Regions from separate parts of the Anas platyrhynchos genome. Here regions 1 and 2 are each linked to region 3. The links are chromatin contacts, called in public Hi-C maps. All regions are on one chromosome and are shown on one strand. Each heading gives the region's core, a stretch centred on a gene start, on an enhancer-like site or on the middle of the called end of the contact. The rest is flanking DNA. Distances are from core to core; before and after follow the strand shown. Region 1 has its middle 55 kb from the start of NDFIP2. Region 2 holds the start of RBM26 (RNA binding motif protein 26). Region 3 holds the start of SPRY2 (sprouty RTK signaling antagonist 2).

Region 1 (2,809 bases), core at 289-2,788, 350 kb after region 3:
AACTGAAACAGCATTTTAACTTGTCGAGCAGCAGGGAGGTCAGGTTTGAGTTTTTGAGTTGTGGTAGGCTCTCCTGTTCCCCAGCAGCCAAAATTAAACACTCCTCAAGTCCTTCAGCTTATGGCACTGCATTTTGAATAATTTCTTATAAGAGACTGAAACATTTAGACCTTTAAATTCTGCTTAGTTTGGAGCAGCTGAAACAGTTTTCTGGAGCTGAGAGACAGAGAACCTACACAATTTCTTCAACAGTATAGAGGCTTGTTCTAAATTTCTTTGAGCTTGTAGCTAAGTAATTTTGCATCATAATGGAAATAGGTTTTAAGGTTATGTTCACATTGCTAAATGAAAGAGTTGGGGATTGAATGCAAGCACTGGAGCCCTGATCTTCTGCACTGCTGAGCTGTTAGGTCATTCTCCGGCGCTGTTTTGGATGCTGTAGCTAGGCTCTCTCCCCATGACCAAACTTGGATGAAGTTCTGGCGAGAAACTGTACTCCAGAAGATGCTCTCAAAAGGCAGCATGGCTAAGACTGCACCAGGTCTGAATCCTCCAAACACTGTCTCGGCAGCCTTTGAACCTTTGAACTCTTCAAAATATTGCAGACCATCTGCTCCACACTAAGTGCCAGCCTGAAAAGCTGCAGTGTAGGCCACATTTCAGACACTTTGACTTAAAACACAAATGCAAAAATAACACTTCTGACTTAGGACTCAACTACAGTCAAGGCCACGTGCTGTGGACTTATGTAGTGTGGATGCAGCCAGCCCGCTCCAGGTCTGCTGGGTAGCAGTAGTGCAGATGTAAGCCACTCTCCACCACTGGCCATGCACCAAGGATCCCTTTCTGCCAGTGACACTGTTAGCAATATACTAAAAGCCACAGAAACTCTCAGAAACTCTCAATTTAGACTTCAGGTAGCTCATATCTTGAAAGTGTTTTCTAGCAGCGTAACAGCATTTGTGGAGCGGGGTTTGTTATTCTACAAATGTTATCCTACCAATTAAGACTCACAACTGATGGATCTCTTTCATGGGAGAAGTATCCAAGAGTCAAATGAGGCCATAAGTCTCAGAGAACTTAGGTGAACTCCTGAAATCTCAAAGCCTATCTAAAGTAGTGATTAATCCAGAAATAACAGCTACAAATGCCATTCATAAACTAGGTAAACATGCCGGGAACATGACAAATTTTGACTGGAGGCTCGCTGCTTGGCACTCTTAACACACCTCGCCAGCTTTATCACAAAAACATACAGACCCTACAAGCCATACCAAAAAGAAGCATAACCATGGAAAGCTGTTTCTCTCATTTCTCTGGTCTTTGTAAATAACTTGGTCACTCTAATCACAGCAATATACCAAAATACTGGGGAAAGGAGTACCACAGCTCAATGTCATATTTTGTGAAGAAAAAAAAAAAAATCAACATCTGCATACTTGCTTCATTATGTTCCCTCAGTTCTTGGATCAGAAAAGAGCAAACAGCTGATCCTTATTTACTTGTGAAATAGTCAGTAGGAAAACAGGATTTCACAACGCCCAAACCATTTAATTTGAAACACCACAGACTGAAGTCTACTGCCAAATACAAGGCAGGATCCTGGGGGAGCCCAAGAAATTGGCAGCTCTGGAAGTTATAGTATCCTCAGCCACAGGACAGATGTGCCCAAAGGGCAGGAACACTGGAAGCAGGGGTAAATTGCTCAACAGAATGCCAAAGAAAGAAAAAGCCAGTTTCCTATAAATGAGAAACTCTTCAACAAGCTTCAATGTGACCAAAAGCTATTGTTTTCTTAAGAATCTGCAGGGCACATTCTTTAAAAGGTACTGAAAGGTGCAGCTTACAGTCCAAATACTTTTCAACACTGATTCAGTTGACTCCATTTGTGACAGGAAACTTTGGGTATGGAAAAAACATCATTTGCAGATGAGCCTCTTGATCTGACTGCAGAGCAATCCTTCATGAATAGCTTAGACTAAATGACTAGACTTTTAAGTAAATGAAATTAGATGATATAAATCCCACTCCAAGTGATTTAGGTACTTAAACCTAAAGTACCATGTAGGGAGCAAGAGGCCTCCTAGAAGTGACAATTTTAGGAACTATTAAGAGAATTTACAGCATCCAGAGCTCTGGGCAGTAAGATCCTTGAGGAAGCTGACAGTGAAAAAAGTAGAAGGCCTGCCATCCCTTTTTCAGTGTTGGAAATGTCAGCAGTTCATTGGAGATTGAATACTCTTTCTCCCTCTTTACACTTGACAGTTGAGCAGTTTGCATGGCTACTCAGTAACTAAGACATCCTTCCTCCTGCCCCAAAGCCTGGGATTCACATGCCAGGAGAGAGAGAGATCAGAGCTGTGGGGTACTGTGGAAGGAGTCACTGACCGTATCTCTCATGGAAACTAGGTCAGTAATGATCATGAATGAGGATAACGAAGCACTGGAACAAACTGTCCAGAGGGTGTGTGAAATCACTGACCCAGCTGACAAAGTCCTAATGTGATCTGAACTCAGCACTGGCCCTGCTTCAAACAGGAGCTTGCACTAGGTTACCTCCCGTGCTCCCCTCCAACGTGAATGACTGACTGCAGCAAGTGTGGAGACTGCTGGTCCAAAGCAAAGAAGGTAAGAGAATAACTAACTCTTTAATCTAGCAGTAGCACTCAGTCAGGAGCTGGGATACTCAGGGGATGATATTTTCCTTCACAGTAAACATAGAAATGATCCTGACAGTAGAAACTCAGCTTCTACCTGTTGTATACCTGAACTATACACCAAAACATAGGTTCCTAAAAACACTTAAATA
Region 2 (2,700 bases), core at 126-2,625, 450 kb after region 3:
ATGATTTCCTCGGATATCTGCCTTTGTTTATCAACTATATGAAACACTCCTCTCAGGACTGATGCCAACCTTTCAGAAGTCTGATAGAATCTAGGAAGGAAATCTCACATCAGGCATTATTGTTTACTACTCAGTCAATGTGCGGTACAGAAAAACAAAAACAAAAACAAAACAAACAAACAAAAAAACATAAGTAGCACCTATTGCTATTTCAGATGTCTCACAGGCCAATCCCATACTGTTGCAGACTCTCCTCTTGGGGGCCCAACCCATGAGCCCGAGGCTGGGGAGATGGAGCAGAGCTTCAACATGCCTTGCGAGGCCTGAACCGTATGGATAACCTCCATTTTGAGATCAATATGTGTTTTTGCTGGGATTGTGCTCCCAAAAGCAGTGCCACATGCTGTGGCAGGGTTTACACTGTGATCGGAAGGTGTTGGTGTCACTGTCCCTGCTGGTGTTCAAAGAAAGGTTGGACGCAGTGCTTAGGGACATGGTTTAGTGGGTGATACTGGCGGTAGGGGGATGGTTGGACCAGATGATCCTAGAGGGCTTTTCCAGCCCTAGTGATTTGATGACCACATTGGTGTTTTTTACCCAGATGGACACCGGTGGGTGTAAAATACCTCTCCCTCCTCCCTCGAGGTTTTGAACAGTAATAAAAACATGGGATGTGACCAATCAGTCAGGGAAATGCTGAGAAGTTTATTTTTTTAAAGTAATCTTTATTCTAACCAGTATAAAAACACGGGGCATGAAGATCTGGTGAGGAAAATGCTGAGAACTTTTATTTTTTAAAAGAAACTTTTACTTTTTTTTTCTTTTAAAAGAAACTTCTTTTTTTTTTTTTAATTTTCCATCTGTAAACACTTGAGAAATTTTGTGCCACGGGGGAGCGAGAACCGAGCTCCTCCCTCCCTTCCTTCCTTTCTCCTTCCCTAGGAGGCTCCAGCAGCGCCATCAGCCCCCAGCCGCGGCCCGGCCCGGCCCGGCCCCGCCCCCCGCCCGTCCCCGCGCGCCGCCCAGCCCTCGCGAGACCCGCTCTCCTCGCGAGAGCGCCGCGCCGCCATCTTAGCTACTCGCTCGCTCGCTCGTTCCGCCTCGCTCTGCGGCTGAGGGGCGCGGGAGGGGCGGGGGGCGCGGCGCGGTCCGGAGCTCGTCGTGCCCGGTGGCCGCCTCCGAGAAAGAGGAGGAAGAGAAGGAGGAGGGGAGGGGAAGAAGAAGGAGAAGAAGAAGAAGGGGAAGGGATCCGCGGGGCCGCGGTTGCCGGCGAGGGAGCGGGGAGCAGCCGCCGCCGCTCGGTTCCGCCCCCTTCGTGGCGCTGGGCCTCGGGCCCCCGCCGAACCGGGAGAGGCGGCCTCGGGAGCGGGATCGGCCTCAGCCTCGGGGGGCGAGGGGGGGAGGCGCGGCGGCTGCCGGGGTCCCGGCCGGGGGGGCGGCACGGGCCCCGCCGCCGTCGTTGTTTGTCCGTGGTGGTGGTGCTGCTGCTGCCGGGGGGCTGAGACGGGGGGCCCGGGCCGCTCTGGATGGTGGTTAAAATGATCATAGAAAACTTCGAGGCGCTGAAATCCTGGCTCAGCAAAACCTTGGAGCCCATGTGAGTAGCCGCGACCCTTCCCCTCGCTCTCCCTCGCCCCCCTCCTACCCCTCTCCCTCCCCCTCCAAAATAAAATCCTCCTTTGGGGGAAAAAAAAAAAAAAAGGGGGATCCTCAGGGGAGGGGAAGGCACCCCGGGAGGTGTCCTCCTGCTGCCCCTCGTCCCCCTCCGTGGGGGCCCGGGGCTGTGCCGTGCCCCCGCTTCTCCCGGCACAGTCCTCGGCTGGGAGGTAGGTGGGATAGGACCGTCTTTTTCTTCAGGATGCAGCTTCTCCCCCTAGCGACCACGTTCATCGGCAGCGCCCGTGCTCGTTCCCTTTGTAGCCCGGAGTAAGCGGGAGGTAACGCGTGTGCAGCCCGCGCAGCTCCCCCCCGGCGAGGCCAGGGTAATGGCCACGGCCTTCCACCCTGTGCGGTGCCCTTCTCTGAGAGGGATCACGTCTAATACTACAGGCATTTTGCGTTTCTGGGGTCTGCGCCCCAATATTTTTCAGCCATCATTCGTGGTCGTTTTGAGTATTTGACACTCTGGTGTTTCCCTCGCTGTTGCATCAGTTCTGACAAGCTCTTGGGAGTAGGAGCCCCAGAGAGTAATTTGCTTATTTGTGAGTACCTGCTGGGCCTCTGAGTATAACATCCACGTGAGTAATTAGGACTCTACTGCAAATAATCCGTGTAATACACACCTTCCTTCTCTGGATGATGTTTTAATAGCATCAATACCTGAACTCAGTTTAAAAGGTTTCATCTTCTGGAAGTATAGTGCCTATAGATATTTGAGATCAAAACATGCTCTTGACTTACCATTACAAAACACAATTGTAACAGAGCTATATTAAGTTTCTAGAGCTTGATTTGAGTCAGTAGAACTAGAGCTTATAAGCTAATTCTGGTATTAACTTTTCTTCTGAGATGCGTGGCCCCTATGGGCCATTACCTCTGACAGTAATGGATGGGGGGGAGGGAAAATTTGGTTTATGGCTTCCATAAACATTAATTAAGTATACGTATGTACACATACAATTTGTATGGCTCATGTTGAAATAACTTGAGTAAGGCGCAGGAACTAAAATTCTGGGGCACTTTCAGGAGAGCTTCACTTGG
Region 3 (2,700 bases), core at 63-2,562:
CGTCTCCCCCGGGGCGAGGAGGGTGGGGACGGGAAGGGGGCAGCATCCGAGCCGGGGCAGCAGCATTGTGCCCAGAATATGCTGGTGAAGTCCCCGTGGGAGGACGAATGTGGACCTGTGCTACCCGATGCATCCTCCCGTGAAGTGACTACGAAAAATAACGTGTGGCTGCACAGTGTTACTGCGGAAGAATGGATACCGACCTAGAAAATTATGAAAACCTGAAGGCCGTCAGTGTATTATACTGCTCTTTTTTTTTTTTCTTCTTCTTCTATGTTTATTAATAACGACCACCTCATTCAAAAAGTGGTGACTAGCAGGTGTAGAAGAGGAAGTGCCTGCAAATTGCCTCCAGTATTTTAAAAAGGGCTGTTGGATTTTTTTTGCACCGAGAGTAGCTCATGTAAATAATGCAATGCATTACTGCTCTGCACGCCGTGTATATTTTAAGCAGGGCCACACGTGATACGGGCATATTAGCACTCTGTGCATGCCTACGTGGATACACTGCTTTGCGCGCTTAAAGATACATGTAGGAGCAAGATGCCCGGGCCCTGCGACAGTTGGTGACTGAAGCTCGCCCAAAGGGCACCGTGTTAGGGGACGCTCAGAAGATGAACAGTCACGTTTGGGAGCTGCTCCCACAGGCGAAAGGGCATTAACTAGAACAACAGCAACCAAGTTTTATTTTTTTCTTTTTTAAAAAAAGCAACCTAAACAAGTAAAGTAAAAGGAAACAAAGTAAAATGAAATGAAATAAAGAAAAACAAATAAAATAAAAATATAAAATAAAATAAAATAAAATAAAATAAAATAAAATAAAATAAAATAAAATAAAATAAAATAAAATAAAATAAAATAAAATAAAATAAAATAAAATAAAATAAAATAAAAATTAATCCTATCCCCTCCCCCGTCGCCCGGGGCACGGAAAGCACCGCGGCTCGCTGTCAGCAGCCTGGCCCGGGCCCCCGCCGCAAACCCTGCGGGGGATTTGCTGCTTTCCCCCCCCCCCCCCGACCACCCCCACTCTTGCGGAGCCCGGGGCCCCGCTCCGCACCCCTGCGTTTTCAGCCGCGGCACAACGCCCCGAGGAATATGCAGCCCTTCTTCCTCCTCCCCGGCTTGGCCAGGGGCTTGTTGCTGAAAAGGAAGGGGTGGTGTTGTGGGGGGGGGGGGGGAAACAGAAAGTTAAAGTTTTATTCCACTGAGTGAGTGTGTGTGGGGGGGGGGGGGGGGCAGGAGTGGGGGAAGGGAAGCACCTGGGAACGGGTCTCCTTGCCCGGGAGAAGTCAGCTCCCCTGGGCCGCCCTGTAAAGCGAGCGCTGCCTGCCTCTGAATAAACACACGCGAGCACAAAAGCAGCCCCGAGCGCCGTGCGAGCGTGCACGGAGCAGCCTCCGGTGGAGCCGGGCGGCGGCGCGGCCGCAGCAGCGGGGCCCCGGGAGCGGGACTGCGGGGCTCCCCAGGCCGGGGCCGGGGCGCTGGTGGCAGCGGTGCTGGTGGCGGAGGCAGCGCTGCCCTTTTGAATGCCTCCCACAGCTCGGAGTGCTGGCAGGGCGCTGGGAGCGCCAGTGAATGTAGCCCCGCAGAGCCAATGAGCTGGGACCGGATGCGATATATCCTCTGGGACAACAACTGCTCTGTTCCTCCTCAGATCCACATGACGCCATTTACTGCTGCTTTTGCAGAGAGATCACCCTACCTCCTCCGGAAAGAAAAAGAGAGAGAGGGGGAGAGCGAGCGAGCAGAAAAACGCCGAGCCCCTACAGCTCAGATCTCAAATCTTCCTCCTCCTCCTCCTCCTCCACCTCCTCCAAACACACAACAACAACCACCACCACAAATCCGCTGCGCTCCCAAAACACCCCCCCGATTGCAAACCACAGCGCTGCCTGCAACACACGCTCGCAGAGGGAGCGAGAAAGCTAGAGGGAGAGAGGGTAGAGGAGCTTGCAGCGAGCAGCCTCTCAGCAGAACGGCTACATTGCACAAGTTGCTTTTTTGGAGGAGCTCAGTGGAAGAAAGCTTTGGGATTTTATTTTAGATCCACTTCATTTTGTTTTCTTTGGCTTTCCCCTTCCTCTCGATCATTTGCAACAACAACAAAAAAGTGACTTGGTATTGGCGATTCGGCCTCCTGTTCATTGACGAAAAAAGGAAAGTGTATGTGAGAGTGATTTGTTTTTAGGAGCAAAGAAAACCCATCCAGATCCGGAGAGGTGTTTTTATTATTATTATAGTATATACGCGCACACACGTATTTATAATCGATCTGGGGATAGGGACCTAACTTTGCTCTGGACTTTTTACGTGGTGATCATTCTTACTCTAATTTGCAAGTTGGACTAAAGCAGAGTTTGGAAAAGAATTTTTTTTTGCTTTAGGGCTGGATTTATTTGCAAACCGCAGGAAGAAGAAAATACAAGAGAGAGAGGGGTTTGGTGCAGCGCCGCGATCACGGTGAGAGCCTTTTCCTTCTTTGCAAAACAAGCTTTTCAGTAACCCCCCCCCCCCCCCCTTGGTTGCTCCAAGAAAACTCGTGGAAATGTTTGAGGCCGATCCCTTTTCCATTCGCACAGGTTCTCCCTCTCCCCCCTTCCCCTCTCCTTCCTTTCCCAGAGAGGAGCTGGAGGTGGGATTTCGGAGCGGTTTCTCTCGGGGGGGGGAGCTCCGCTGGGGTTTTGCGGGCTGAGCCGC

What was found. A called contact is a pair of places that touch in the nucleus more often than the background predicts.
Region 1: a Hi-C map of skeletal muscle shows a contact between it and region 3, with 4 times the contacts expected there. The contact joins the enhancer-like site here to the promoter of SPRY2 in region 3. A contact is called at or near these places in 2 of 8 Hi-C or Micro-C datasets (skeletal muscle and subcutaneous adipose tissue).
Region 2: a Hi-C map of subcutaneous adipose tissue shows a contact between it and region 3, with 2.4 times the contacts expected there. The contact joins the promoter of RBM26 here to the promoter of SPRY2 in region 3. A contact is called at or near these places in 2 of 8 Hi-C or Micro-C datasets (skeletal muscle and subcutaneous adipose tissue).

What each region holds. Positions count from the first base shown.
Region 1 is chr1:161,934,288-161,937,096 of IASCAAS_PekinDuck_T2T, forward strand. No RefSeq gene overlaps it. Among named protein-coding and RNA genes, the nearest start is that of NDFIP2, 55 kb to the right of the region's middle. Within about 2 kb of position 1,539, at least 2 of the 8 cell types and tissues checked have an H3K27ac peak or open chromatin away from gene starts, as enhancers often do. A contact at or near this core is called in subcutaneous adipose tissue, where this site is marked.
Region 2 is chr1:162,032,720-162,035,419 of IASCAAS_PekinDuck_T2T, forward strand. RBM26 (RNA binding motif protein 26) reads left to right here and starts at 1,376. Exons shown (of 21, transcript XM_038181614.2): 1 at 1,376-1,597. The coding sequence starts at 1,527.
Region 3 is chr1:161,587,225-161,589,924 of IASCAAS_PekinDuck_T2T, forward strand. SPRY2 (sprouty RTK signaling antagonist 2) reads left to right here and starts at 1,313. Exons shown (of 2, transcript XM_027442997.3): 1 at 1,313-2,463.